Linked DNA regions of Mus musculus: regions 2 and 3 are each linked to region 1. Evidence: chromatin contacts called from public Hi-C and promoter capture Hi-C data. All regions are on one chromosome and are shown on one strand. Each heading gives the region's core, a stretch centred on a gene start, on an enhancer-like site or on the middle of the called end of the contact. The rest is flanking DNA. Distances are from core to core; before and after follow the strand shown. Region 1 holds the start of Phgdh (3-phosphoglycerate dehydrogenase). Region 2 holds the start of Cd2 (CD2 antigen). Region 3 holds the start of Tent5c (terminal nucleotidyltransferase 5C).

The links. Promoter capture Hi-C pulls out the DNA fragments that hold promoters and counts their contacts. Hi-C and Micro-C count contacts between places; a contact is called where the count stands out from the background.
Region 2: a Hi-C map of B cells shows a contact between it and region 1, with 5 read pairs. The contact joins the promoter of Cd2 here to the promoter of Phgdh in region 1. A contact is called at or near these places in 1 of 39 promoter capture datasets (pre-B cells) and 1 of 484 Hi-C or Micro-C datasets (B cells).
Region 3: a promoter capture Hi-C map of embryonic stem cells shows a contact between it and region 1, with 5 times the contacts expected there. The contact joins the promoter of Tent5c here to the promoter of Phgdh in region 1. A contact is called at or near these places in 1 of 39 promoter capture datasets (embryonic stem cells) and 1 of 484 Hi-C or Micro-C datasets (B cells).

Annotation. Positions count from the first base shown.
Region 1 is chr3:98,337,971-98,342,087 of GRCm38.p6, reverse strand. It overlaps Phgdh (3-phosphoglycerate dehydrogenase), which reads left to right and starts at 2,119. Exons shown (of 12, transcript NM_016966.3): 1 at 2,119-2,393. The coding sequence starts at 2,256.
Region 2 is chr3:101,286,095-101,290,211 of GRCm38.p6, reverse strand. Cd2 (CD2 antigen) reads left to right here and starts at 2,273. Exons shown (of 5, transcript NM_013486.2): 1 at 2,273-2,387; 2 at 2,497-2,805. The coding sequence starts at 2,333.
Region 3 is chr3:100,487,203-100,491,319 of GRCm38.p6, reverse strand. Tent5c (terminal nucleotidyltransferase 5C) reads left to right here and starts at 2,128. Exons shown (of 2, transcript NM_001142952.1): 1 at 2,128-2,226.

The DNA of each region.
Region 1 (4,117 bases), core at 870-3,369:
TGTATGTATGTATGTATGTATGTATGTATTATATGTAAGTACACTGTAGCTGTCCTCAGATACTCCAGAAGAGGGCATCAGATTTCATTAAGGATGGTTGTGTGGTTGCTGGGATTTGAACTCAGGACCTTCGGAAGAGCAGTCGGCACTCTTAACCACTGAGCCATCTCACCAGCCCGACAATGTCTTTTTTAAAAAAAGAAGAAGAAAGCATGATACTAGAATGTGTCCAGTAGCACATTAGATCTTACGTAATTGAGTTCTCAATGAGGATAGGTAGGGTGTGTTCATGAACACTGATGCCATAGCCAATAAGAATGTACAGGAACCCAGAAAAGTCTACTCAGTGAAGAAGGGTGGGGTCACTGTAATCCCCTGTGTGGGGCTTCTCTCTTTGACCTGGGGCCAGGTTGTAAGGTCATAGGCACATCAATGAAGTCTCTCCTAACAGGCCAGAGATCTTCACCAGGGCTGCCAACCCCAGCTCAAGGGCTCACAGACAACAGGAAATCATCTCTTGTTTTATTGTTCTAGACAAAATCTCTGGTAGCCTAGGATAGCCTGGAATCAATTTTGATTCGGCTCTGATCTCCCTGGAAATCTACGTCCCAAGTGCTGAGATCACAGACGGGTGTCATCGTGCGGGATTGGCACGGGGATTTTTCTCCATTAAAGTTTCAATTCCAGGGTTCTCCACAGTGTCTCAAAGGATACCCGCCACCTGACATGTCAGCTGACTGGCTTAGAGTGAAGGGGTGCAGGGCACACTAATCCCCAAGATGTCTTTCTTATCTCATCCCCACATCGGACACTTCCCTACTGTCAGGCTCACGTTACGGAGAAGAAAGCAAAAGCCTGGAGAGATACTTTCAGAGTCCGTTTCTTCTTCTTCTTCTTCTTCTTCCTCTTCTTCTTCTTCTTTTTGTTTGTTTGTTTAAGAAGCTGGAAATCAACCCCCGCTGGATCATTGATATTCTACCCGAAAAATTATCTGCTTTACTTCTCACTGTGCAGGTTTGGGGCTCACCACTGGTCTCCAAATAGAAAATTAAGTCGGCTGCTCTCCTCCGGTCCCTATGAACCCTGTTACTGTTACTCTTATCCGGAGAGCCAAGGGCATCCGAGCTGGCCTGCTGTGGCTGCTGAAGTCTCTCTTTTCCCAAGGGGCTGGGCCAGAGAAGGGAAAGGAAGGAAAGTCTAGAGGAAAGGGCAGAACTACTTCCCCAGTTCTTCCAAGAAGGCCAGGGTTCCTGTTTTGTGGATGGAGGTAACAGCACAGGCAGAGGACTTGTCAGTACATAGTTCTGAAAGAGACTCTCTTACTTACATTTGATGTTAAGATTGTGAGGTATAATAGTAAGGGGTGTTATTTATATAATATAATCAAGGCTGAATTTACCTAACAGATTTAATCCCTTCTAAAAAAAAAAAAAGTAATCATCTAACTTCTAAAGACTAAAACCACTACCACCCTTGTACTTCTCTCCCCCTCCCTGACTCCCATCTGGGGCTGACCTGGAACTCCTGGGTTCAAGTGGTCCTCCAGCCTCATTCATGGCCCTTACTGTATCTAGATTTAATCTTAAAGTCTTTTGGGGGGTAAGGAATAAGAAGCCCTTGCCTTTCCCAGACTTGTCTCTCATCTCCCACTGGGATTGGTGGAAGGCAAGAACCAACTCTTATGTACACACACACACACACACACACACCTTGTTCCTTAATCTCCTAACGGTGTGTGTGTGTGTGTGTGTGTGTGTGTGTGTGTGTGTGTGTGTGCGTTGCTGAGAATCGAACCCGTGGCCTTACTCAGTCTAATTATGCTCAACTAGGAGTTATAAATACCCAGCCAATAAATGGTCTTTAAGAGGAAAGAAGTTACTATGAGATTTAATTCCCTCGTGGAGACAGCGTATTTCTGTTTATTTCCAATATAAATCAGCCTGCTGGCATAAATCGTGCGTGTTAAAGCTCACCCGGGGCAGGTAAGGGCTTCACTGCTGGAAGTGTAGTCTGTGTAGGATTTAAAAAAAAAAAAAAAAATGTGTGGGAGGCTCTGCCCGGGGAGGCGGAGTCAGCAGAGTTTAAGCATTTCTGACCAATCAAAAGGAGACTGTTGGCGCGAGGAGGGGGAGGATAAAGGGGGAGCGGGAGATCGAGAACCCTGCCCAGTCACCGGAGCCAGCCCTGCTTGCAGTTTCCTGAACTAAGTGCTTCTGCCCACCCACAGCAACTGATTCTAAGGCCTGACTCTAGCAATGGCCTTCGCAAATCTGCGCAAAGTACTCATCAGTGACAGCCTGGACCCCTGCTGCCGGAAGATCCTGCAAGATGGAGGGCTGCAGGTGGTGGAGAAGCAGAACTTGAGCAAGGAGGAGCTGATAGCTGAACTCCAGGTAAGGCGAGCCGGACACAAGCGTAATCACCGGGCATCTTTATGGCCAAACCCGCTGACCCCAGTGGTTCCAGGGCTGTCCTCCCCTATCTTATCAGTTGGTCCCGGGGCCTCCGGAGATTCGGGACCAGCAGTGGGAGGGAGGAAAAGCAGAGAGGAACGAATGGCCTGGAGGTGCAGAATGCAAACTTTTTGTGCTTTTTGCTACCGCGTGTTTCTTGCCGGCGCTGCAAAGTGCAGCTGCTCCATCTGGTCCTGCGGGATGCCAGAACCTCTCTCGAATGCCAGAACCTCTCTGGAGCTTTCGTGCCTGGCGACCCAGGCTGCGAGCTCCCGGCTCGGGGTGCTACACGCACACCATCCCTGCTCAGTGCAGACTCCTGGGGTGGGGGCAGGGGGCGCGGGGCGCTGGCTCTGCTCCTGCGGGTCCCGTGGCATTTGTGGCAGCGGACTCGCACCGCCTTTTGTCTGATGCAAGACCTTGGCGCTCTTTCCCCCGCCCCGGGGAGCGCTCGCAGGATTCCGGGCGGCCCGGGGGTGCAGCCGGAGCCCCGCGCCGCCCACGCGGCCGCCGCCGGGAGTCAACCTCCACCATTGGCTTCATTGCCGATCAGGCCCGACTTCACTACATCAGAATCCTGTTCCAAGCGCAGTTGGGACAGGTTACTTCTACGAAGTCTTCGGAGCAAACCTCTAATCGTTATAAAACTTAAAAGTCTTTCACTTATTTGAAAAGCTTGTGTAAATCGGGTGACTTTGTTCAGACGTAAGGAAGGGGTTTCTGCTTTGTGAGCACTTCAGTTCCTGCCCTTCCTGTAGATCTAATCCATCCAGGTATGCTGTCTCGTCCCAGCTGTACTGCCCCACCCCCAAAGTTCCACGTGCTCGCTTAGGGCCTGCAGCCAGGAGGAATGTACCAGTCTTCCTGCTCAGGCTGAGGCCTCAAACCGCAGAGACCAAGCGGGGTTGTTCTTGCAACCCTGGAAACTCTCTGAGCTCGCTTGTCTATTTCTCCCAAGACCCTTCCCCGCCCCCAATCCCTTTTCCTCTACCGAGCTAATAGCCACGTGCCCAGCAGCCCTTATTCGCAGACTTTTTCTAGGCCTGGTCTTTAAGAAGCTTGAAAGAGCTAGGTGGAGATGGCACATACCTTTAATTCCAGCACTCAGGAGGCAGAGGCAGGTGGATCTCCGTGAGTTCGAGGACAGCCAGGACTACACAGAGTAGTCTTTTCTCTGTCTCAGAAAGAACAAGAAAAGTGAAAATGAGCTGGCTGGCTCATGCCTAGTATGAAGGAGGCTGAGTTTGATTATCTCCGAGTTCAAGACCAGCCCGAGCTACAGAATGAGACCCTATCTATAAAGCATGACAAGAAAAGGAAAGGGGGGGGGGAGTTGTAGGTTTCTTGGGGAATAAGGCCCAACTCTGAGACAGCTAGTCAGGTGACAGTTCTGAGACAACAAACAGTGGAGCCTGTGGGAATGGAAAGTCCAGGGAAGGGATTGTTGTTATGGTCTTTATGGGTGGCTCAGGCTGTGACTCTTAGAGTGGATAGTACCCATGGAGCCATGCGTCCTTCACATGTCCTGTGACAGTGACCTTGATTCTAAAATCTAAGCAGTGGGCTGAGCAGGAAGGCTGTAGAGTGGCTTTCAGGCCACCAGTGGCAGCAGGCTTTGCTGCTTTCTAGGGGCAGTGAGAAATGTTATATCCAATAGAGGGGCG
Region 2 (4,117 bases), core at 1,024-3,523, 2.9 Mb before region 1:
CTCTCACTTTCTAAATGAATACTGTCTCTCTGTCAAGACAGTGTCTCCTTATTGGTGACTACCTTTCACCATCCACTTCACCTTTACTATTAACTACCCATTCACAGATTTGCCATTTAACTGGATCTCTCCCTTTGTGAGTCATTCTTTTAAGAACCTTGACCCATTTTATAGCTGTCCCTTTTTCCTAATTTTTATAAAAAATTAATTTTAAGGGTATTAACTTTTGTCATGGATGTTGTCGGTAATTTGCCTTTTTTATTACCTAGCTTTTCAATTTTTTAATATGTGTGTGTGTGTGTGTGTGTGTGTGTGTGTGTGTATGTATATATATATATTACCTAGGAAAGTTTTACGTCCTACAGAGTCAGACCTGTCCGCCCTCCTCCTCCATGGTCCCCCTTTGAAGCTGACTCCTCCTTCAGAACTGAAGTGGATGCAGAAAGGGCAGTGTTAGCCTTGCAAATCAGGGGAGGAGAGCAAGGCTCCTGAGAGCATGGGGATTACAGGAGAGTGAGAGGAAGAGGGGGCAAGACTGGCCCAAAGCAGAGGCTGGTGTGTGCTTTCTCTCCCCAGGGCTGGCAGCCAGGTGGCCAGTGACTAGAACTTAGCAGCAGAGACAGCTGCATGCTGTTTCTCAGAAAGGGATGTCTTAGGCATCCTTTATGCAAACAAGGTTTTCGTTTTAAAAGCAATGTGATCCATGTTGGGGTGAATACACATGTACACACATGCACACGCACACGCACACACACATGCATGTTAACACACACACAGTATTTCTTTGTTAAATCAATAATTTTCCCCCATTTTTAAAATGGTTTTGTTAGTGATTGATTAAAAACTATGTATACCTTTGACTGTGGATGTAGCTCAGTGGTTGAGTGCCTGCCTAGCATGTTCAAGTTTCCATCCTCAACACCCCAAAGGGAAGACAAGAAATGATGCTGACATCTTAGATAGTAACAGTTTGCACACATTGCAAATATCTTGGCTTGACTTCTCACACATTTAATAGCTCTTTGTACATGCATAGATTCTAGATTTTTATGTGGCCTCTAACGTCCATCTTTACTATTTCTGAATTGTGCAATACATATAGGAAGATTTTCCATACTCAAGAATAGGAATTCTTTTATGTTTCCTGTTAAGTCTTATTTCACTTGGATTTTTCCCCCCTTGGAATTAATATTTTAACTCAACTGAAATGCACTGTTGTGGCTGTTGTTAAGCATCTGAAATGGAAAAACCGTGATTTTGAAGACCTTTTCTCACTGAATTCTAAAGAATCAAAAGACTATATGTTCACTGTATCTCTTGCTCACGTGACCTCTCTGTTGTCTTTTTAGGGACATTAGTCCTTGTATCCCTGTTCACTATTTTTTTATAGTCTTAGGACAAGAGAGATATCTTGGTACTTAAGAGCTCAGGCTGCTCTTCCGGAAGACCCAGGTTTTATTCCCAGCACCCACGAGGCAGCTCACAACCATCTGTAACTTAAATTCCAGGAGATCGATGGACTCCTCTGGCCTCTTCAGGCATGGCGTTCATGGGTGTTGCAGTCACTTTTCAATGGCTGTGACAAACCATCATGACCAAGGCAACTTAGAGAAGGAAGAATCTACTGTGCTCTTACAGGTCCATGGCCAGCATGGCCGGGAGTATGGCAGCAGGCATGAAGCATAGCGCTGGAGCAGTAGCTGGGGGGGTTTTACATTCCTATCCACAGCAGGAGACAGACAGATAGACAGAGTGGGGAAGGGGAGAGGGAAGAGAGAGAGAGAGAGAGAGAGAGAGCTAACAGGACCACAAGGGCTTTAAAGATTTCTAAGCCTACCCTCAGTGACGCACCTCCAACAAGGCCACGCCTCCCAATCCTTCCCAAATATACATATCTGAATTCTATTCCTATGACCTTTTGCCGGTGAGTCTACTTGGTCCTGTTGAAGGCAGCACAGCTGAGTGGCCAGCTATGTTTAAGCCCTTGTTTACAAAAGGGTAGCTATGGCAACTGACCTCCCAGTTCCTCTTCTTCCTCTGGTGGGGTGCTAAAACCCAACACCCTAAGCTGTTTTTGTAAAGATTAAAATGTGACACAGACACCTATTTCGGTTAAGGAGGGCAGCAAATGCATGAGTCGTTTTGATAGGGTCTCTGTCTCTCTCTCTCTCCTTCCCCATCTCTACCTCTCCCTCTCCCCCTCCCCCTCCCCTACTGTGAACAGCAGGCATGAAAGACACGTGGTTCAGGTTGCTGGGTGTGGCTTCTGCCAGCCTCACCACAGTCCTGACAGAAAGAACTCAGAGTCACCCCTGGGAAAAGAACTCTAAAGATGAAATGTAAATTCCTGGGTAGCTTCTTTCTGCTCTTCAGCCTTTCCGGCAAAGGTAAGCATTCGCGTGGAGCTCTTCCGGAGACCTTGGAGTGGACATTAGAGGCGAAGAGGGAGATCCTCCGTAGTCCCGAGACCTCAGAAACCATCTTACTTTTTTACAGGGGCGGACTGCAGAGACAATGAGACCATCTGGGGTGTCTTGGGTCATGGCATCACCCTGAACATCCCCAACTTTCAAATGACTGATGATATTGATGAGGTGCGATGGGTAAGGAGGGGCACCCTGGTCGCAGAGTTTAAAAGGAAGAAGCCACCTTTTTTGATATCAGAAACGTATGAGGTCTTAGCAAACGGATCCCTGAAGATAAAGAAGCCGATGATGAGAAACGACAGTGGCACCTATAATGTAATGGTGTATGGCACAAATGGGATGACTAGGCTGGAGAAGGACCTGGACGTGAGGATTCTGGGTAAGTCTCCATTCCCTAAAGGTTTTCATTTTAGGACGGCTGCTATGTAGAAAGTTGGGGAGCAGCCTTTCTGTAGCATCCCCATCCAATGTTACCTGTGTGGCCCACAATGAAGACTCCAGTGGGTGAGGGTGGCTCTAAAGCCTGTCTGCCTTTCATTCTCTCTTTGGGTGGCTGTGGGGTTGTACAAAGACTCCCAGGTGACAGACAGGCATTAATCAGAAAGAAGACAGGTTAGCAGAGAAAAGACATGGACATCCTTGGTGGCCGATGAAGCTGTAGCTAGACAGGATGTCAGAGGGTGCCTAGGAGCAGTGAGCCTCTTGTCTGGAGAGCTATGTTTAAGCCAGGGTATGATGAGAGGGCATGATACTGAAGAGCAACAGGAGAAGACCAACCAGGAGTCCTCTCCTGTCATCCAAGCGAAGCCAAGCAGGTGGTCTTAGTCTTGGTGAGAACCAGCAAGTGAGCTGTAAGAAGTGACTCATGCCCAGGCTCCTGGCAGCATGGAGTATGTGTGCCAGTGGGATCTATAGCGTTCCAAGAGCTTCTAGTGAGAAGAGTTGTCATTGATAGTCATTGGCCTGGAGTAAAGGGTGCCAGGGAGATGAGGAAGGGTGCAAACATGCCGGGTGTGGGGGTGAGGAGGAAGTGAAGAAGCTTGGGTGGGTGAGAAAGAAGAAAACGAAGCCTGGGATGCTGTCGAAGCTGAAAGTCCAGGGACAAACTGGCAGCTCACACCAATGGGTGAGAGGAGAAAGCCTGCCCTTGGCTTGCGGAGAAAGCTGAGAATGCCTTGTGCAGAATAGATCAGCCATTCAGGGAGCACACAAACATTCTGAGCTTCACACAGGAAATGTCACTATAGAAAGGGCTCCCCTCATCCCCCCGTGGGTGTCCTTCCTGTCCAATACTCAGCACCTGGGCCTAACACCAACCTCTCTCCAGGGCCCCCTGTTAGCTCCTCTGTGCACAACTCTTCCCAGACCCAAATCCTGTAACTTTATCTAGAGAGAATGTCCCAGAAACGGGGTGGGAATGAGAACGACCACTCATCGTATCGAACCCTGTATAGCCTATTCATGTACTCTGTCACTGCGGTGACCATGGCTACTGGAGAGAAGTCAGGTGCTTGTTAGGTAGCCTGGTTTTCTTTGGCAATCCTGAGAACTTTAAATTACAAGCTTCTATCCACCTATAAGGAAACGGGCCTGGCCAGAAGTGGCCGTGTTCTCACTGTTAGACAGGAACAAGGTCAGGCCTTCCCTTGACAAGGATGGTGATATCCCAAACAAGCTCATTGGTATACAAT
Region 3 (4,117 bases), core at 879-3,378, 2.1 Mb before region 1:
CTGCTTTACGGATAGATCTATTTTTGTCTGTTTTATGGTTTAAGCTTGTTGTTTTCTCTTTGGTTGTTATTTTTATAACCCAGATAATTGGAAATATATTTAAAGGTTAACATTGTGTGTATACTCTGTGAACCAGAATTTCCAGTCTCCAAGCGTGTGCTTGGCACAAATGAATGCTGTATAGCAGACATATGGAAGAATGTTGACAGCAACTTCACAACGGACTGTCCAAAACCTGAAGCAAATGAAGTGCCTATCAGACGGTAAGCTGAGGGCATAAAGTGTTGGTTATTTAATGAATATGCAGTGGTGAAGAATGAGCCACGGTTACATACAACACCACAGAGAAATCTCACGGAGAGAAAAATGTTCACCCTCTGTTTCCCCATGAATAGTTCAAATACCAGAACAATTGACATATGAAGACTGAGTTCTTAATATTGGTAACCCTGCAATCTATTGAGTGACAGGGGCCATGGCTAAGCTGGAAATGTTCTGGGTGACAGCTCTGTGAGTACACACACCCATCATTTTGTACACAATAAAAGACACTGTGAGATCAGAAAGGGCTCACATTATCAACAAAAAAGCTGGCCATATATCCTGAATTTGTGTTCAAGAACATGTAAGTTCTCATACTGATGTCTTACACTGTTTTAGTTTTGGGAATTCGCCTCCCCTACCAGAGAAAGCATGTGCATGTGTGAGAACTCTTCATAGCCTAGCAGACACTGCTGGATACGGATACTCACGCTCCACAGAGGTGGAGAGGGCAGAAGAGAGCACCGATTCGGGAAGCCATCTAGGCCCCAGTACCCAGGAGAGGGTCAAACGAAACTCAACAAGTGTTTATTAACGACTGCTTTCTGATTTATTTAGTACCTGGCATGAACTTTTTAGCAAGCAGTGCATGATTAATAGCTATTTCCATAATATTGATCTCACGGTTATCTCGTCCTTCCTCCCATAATACAGATGGGAAATAGTGTTTTTGGAGGATAGGTCAAGACGGTCAGTAAAGCTGGGCGTGGTAGACCACGCCTATAATCCCAGCAGTTGGGAGGTGCACAGAGGTGGATCAGTTAAAGGTGAGCCAAGGCTACTTAGAGGCCTGTCTGGGGTTCAGGAGGCATTGTCTTAAAATAAAGACCAAACCACAATAGCTTCTTGCAAGGCCTTCCGGGTAATTAAGTGGTGAAGGAGAGTTCCACAGCGGAGCCATCAACTATGTGTGTGTGAGTGAGTGAGTGAGTGAGTGAGTGTGTGTGTGTGTGTGTGTGTGAGCCATCAACTATGTGTGTGTGAGTGAGTGAGTGAGTGAGTGTGTGTGTGTGTGTGTGTGTGTGTGTGTGTGTGTGTGTGTGTGTGTGTCCCACACCTGCGAGCAGTAACAAGCAGCAAAGACCAGCGCTGCTCTCTGGAGAGCTGAGCTGCTGTGCTTAAGGCTTTGGCGATAGCTTCCCGGGATCGCCAATTGCACACAGGTGGTCCGCGCGGCCACAGCTGCTTCCTTCCCCCCAGGACCACGACCTCACCTCCAGCCAATTTGTTCGAGGAATCAGAAAGATTTTTCCAGGGCCCACCTAAGAGTTTTCCGACTTCACAAACACCGCGCGAGGCAGGCGTGGGCTTCCACTCCCGGCTCCCGGAAACCAGAGAGCACTGGGGCGAGGAGCGCCTAAAAGTTTGAAAGAAGACGCGCCCGCCAGGGAGCAAGCGGGGTAGAGGGAAGGACAGTCTAGGCAAGGGAAAGCTAAAGAAGACGGCAGAGTGGAGCGGAGAGGACAGAGGAAAATTGTGCCCTCAACCCCAAAGTTAGTTCGCCGCCCACAAAGCACCTCTCTATTGCGCCTGCGCAACGCTGCCTCTTGGTCACCCCGCCCCTTTGCGCCGCCCGAGGTTTACTCGTCTCTCGGCAACCATTGACCCGAGGAGCCAATCAGAGGGCGGCGTTCGTCCGGCCCCCCGCCGTCAGCGCGGGGCGCAAGGATCCCGCGGGGCCCCGGCCGGCGCGCCCCGCCCTGGCTCCCCCGGGAGGCCGGCCGCGGGGCGGGGGCAGGGGCGGGGAGGCGCGGGGGAGTGGTCAGGCCGGTTAAGATCGGAGGGGGCGGCGGCCGGACCGCTCACTCGCCGCAGCTGTCTAGGGGCCGCAGTCTCCGCTCCGCTCCTGCTGGGGGCTGCCCACGCCAACCACCTGCCTCAGTCACCTCCTCTTCCAACGCCCAGGTGAGTCCACACTCCCCTCCTCCGCAGGTGGGAGGATGCTGCTGCGGTCCTCCGGGGCGGGGGGGGCGGGGGGGGCCGCGCTTTCCCGCTTAGGGTCAGTCCCGGCAGAGCCTGGTGGCATGCCCCGGGGATGGAGGAGAGATGCCAGCAGGTGTCAGGACCCGCCTGGCTCCCGCGTCCCTCACGCAAACTTTCCTCTGTGAAGGAGGCAAACTTTTCGGAGACCGTGGCCGGGCTTTGGCAAACTTGGGCGAGTTCCTGCTGCCCCGGCAGCCGGAGTGTAGGGGGCTCTTTCCCTGCACCTAGTCGGTGCTCCGGCTCTGAGCTGCGCCCCTGTGGCGCGCACACCGAGCCCGGAACCCGGGCGATTTTGAACCCCGCGGTTTTGGCGGCGCAGATGAAGACGCAGCGGTCGGGGCTAAAGCCTGGCCGGCGAGGGGAGGGCAGTTTCCTGGGCTCGGTGCCCGGGATGGCGGCTGAGATCCTTCTCCCTTTGGGACTGTGGACACCCAGCGCGGCCAAATGATCGAAGCTGCGCGTCTCTCGGAAACTTCTCGAGAATTCAGCGGCTGTGAAACCTGGTTCCTCCCCTTTGGGGATCGAAAGTCGCTTACTGCGTAGGCTGAAAGCCATGTAGTCAGTCCGTTGACTCTGATAGCGGTGCTGTCGGTGGCTTAGAGGCGCGGCTCCCGGATCGTCCGGGTCAGGGAACTTCTTTAGCGCAGTTTGCGAGGAGGGTGAGAGCCTTCTCCATAGGAAGAAGTTGAGGAACCTGCAGTACCAGCTGGTAGCCTTTACACCTAGCGCGGGCAGGCTGGAGGGCAGGAGACCGCAAAGTCCTGGAGGGCTGGTGAGGAAATGCCTAGTTGGTTTTTCAAGAACGCAAAACTTCCACCAGCATCGATTGTCATCCCTAGGTGGTCTAGGCCTCTTTTCTCTCCTCTCAACCTTTAATGTGGAGAAACCGTTCAGAGCCCGGACCCAAGTCTTAAGCCCCTCCCTCAATTGAGGATAAAGTGCTTACAACGAAAGATTTAATAGACTTACTGATTTTTTAAGAATAGCTGTGTATGTAATAGTTTGAATTATGACGAGTTTGGTGTTCTGGAAATAAAGTTAAGATGGTCAAATCCTCCTAAATTAGGTCCCCAGCTGCCCCGCTACTCTGGGAAGGAGGGTGACGGTGGCCATTGCTGGCTACAACAACTTCCACTGTAATTTGCTTGGCAAGGCAGCGAGGGAGCCAGAAAGCTAGCCAGGCAGCCAAGAGGGTGGTAGGAAGGCTTACCAAGAATTCTATCTTGCTGGAAGTCACCAGAGGTGTGATTGTTTTTCCACATCTTACCCCGCAGTCGAAGGGTGTGGGGTGAGGAGTAACGAAGAGCCACTTTTCTCTCCCAGCTGCTACAGCTGGACCACCAGTGGTCCTGTCCTCTGCTGGCCTTGTTTGTGGGGATGGAGGGCTTAGTATCTTAGTATCCGGATCGGACAGCTGAAACCTTCTCTCTGAAGAGACACTTTGGTTTAAGAAGCTTTTAGATGGAGAGTTCGATGTGTGGAATAATTGTCCCAGGATCTGCACAGGATGTTGCTTACTATAGTTAAAATTGTGGGGGTTGTTGAGCGATCTCTAGACTGTTACTAAAAGAAAGGTCCCGAAGTTTTATGAGTAACTTTAGTGTGTGCACCTAGAACAAACAGTCACACTCTTTAGTCTGAGTTTCTCCCATAATACCTACCTTGTATCTAGAGATTAAGTTTGTGAACTCAGAAGGGAGGACTTGGCTCCTGGCCTGTTGGTCTGAGTGTGAGTGGAGTGCCAAGGGCTCGCTCTCCAGCTTTTCCAGCTCTGCTGCAAGTATAGCTACCAAGCTTTCTGCAGGACTTCCAG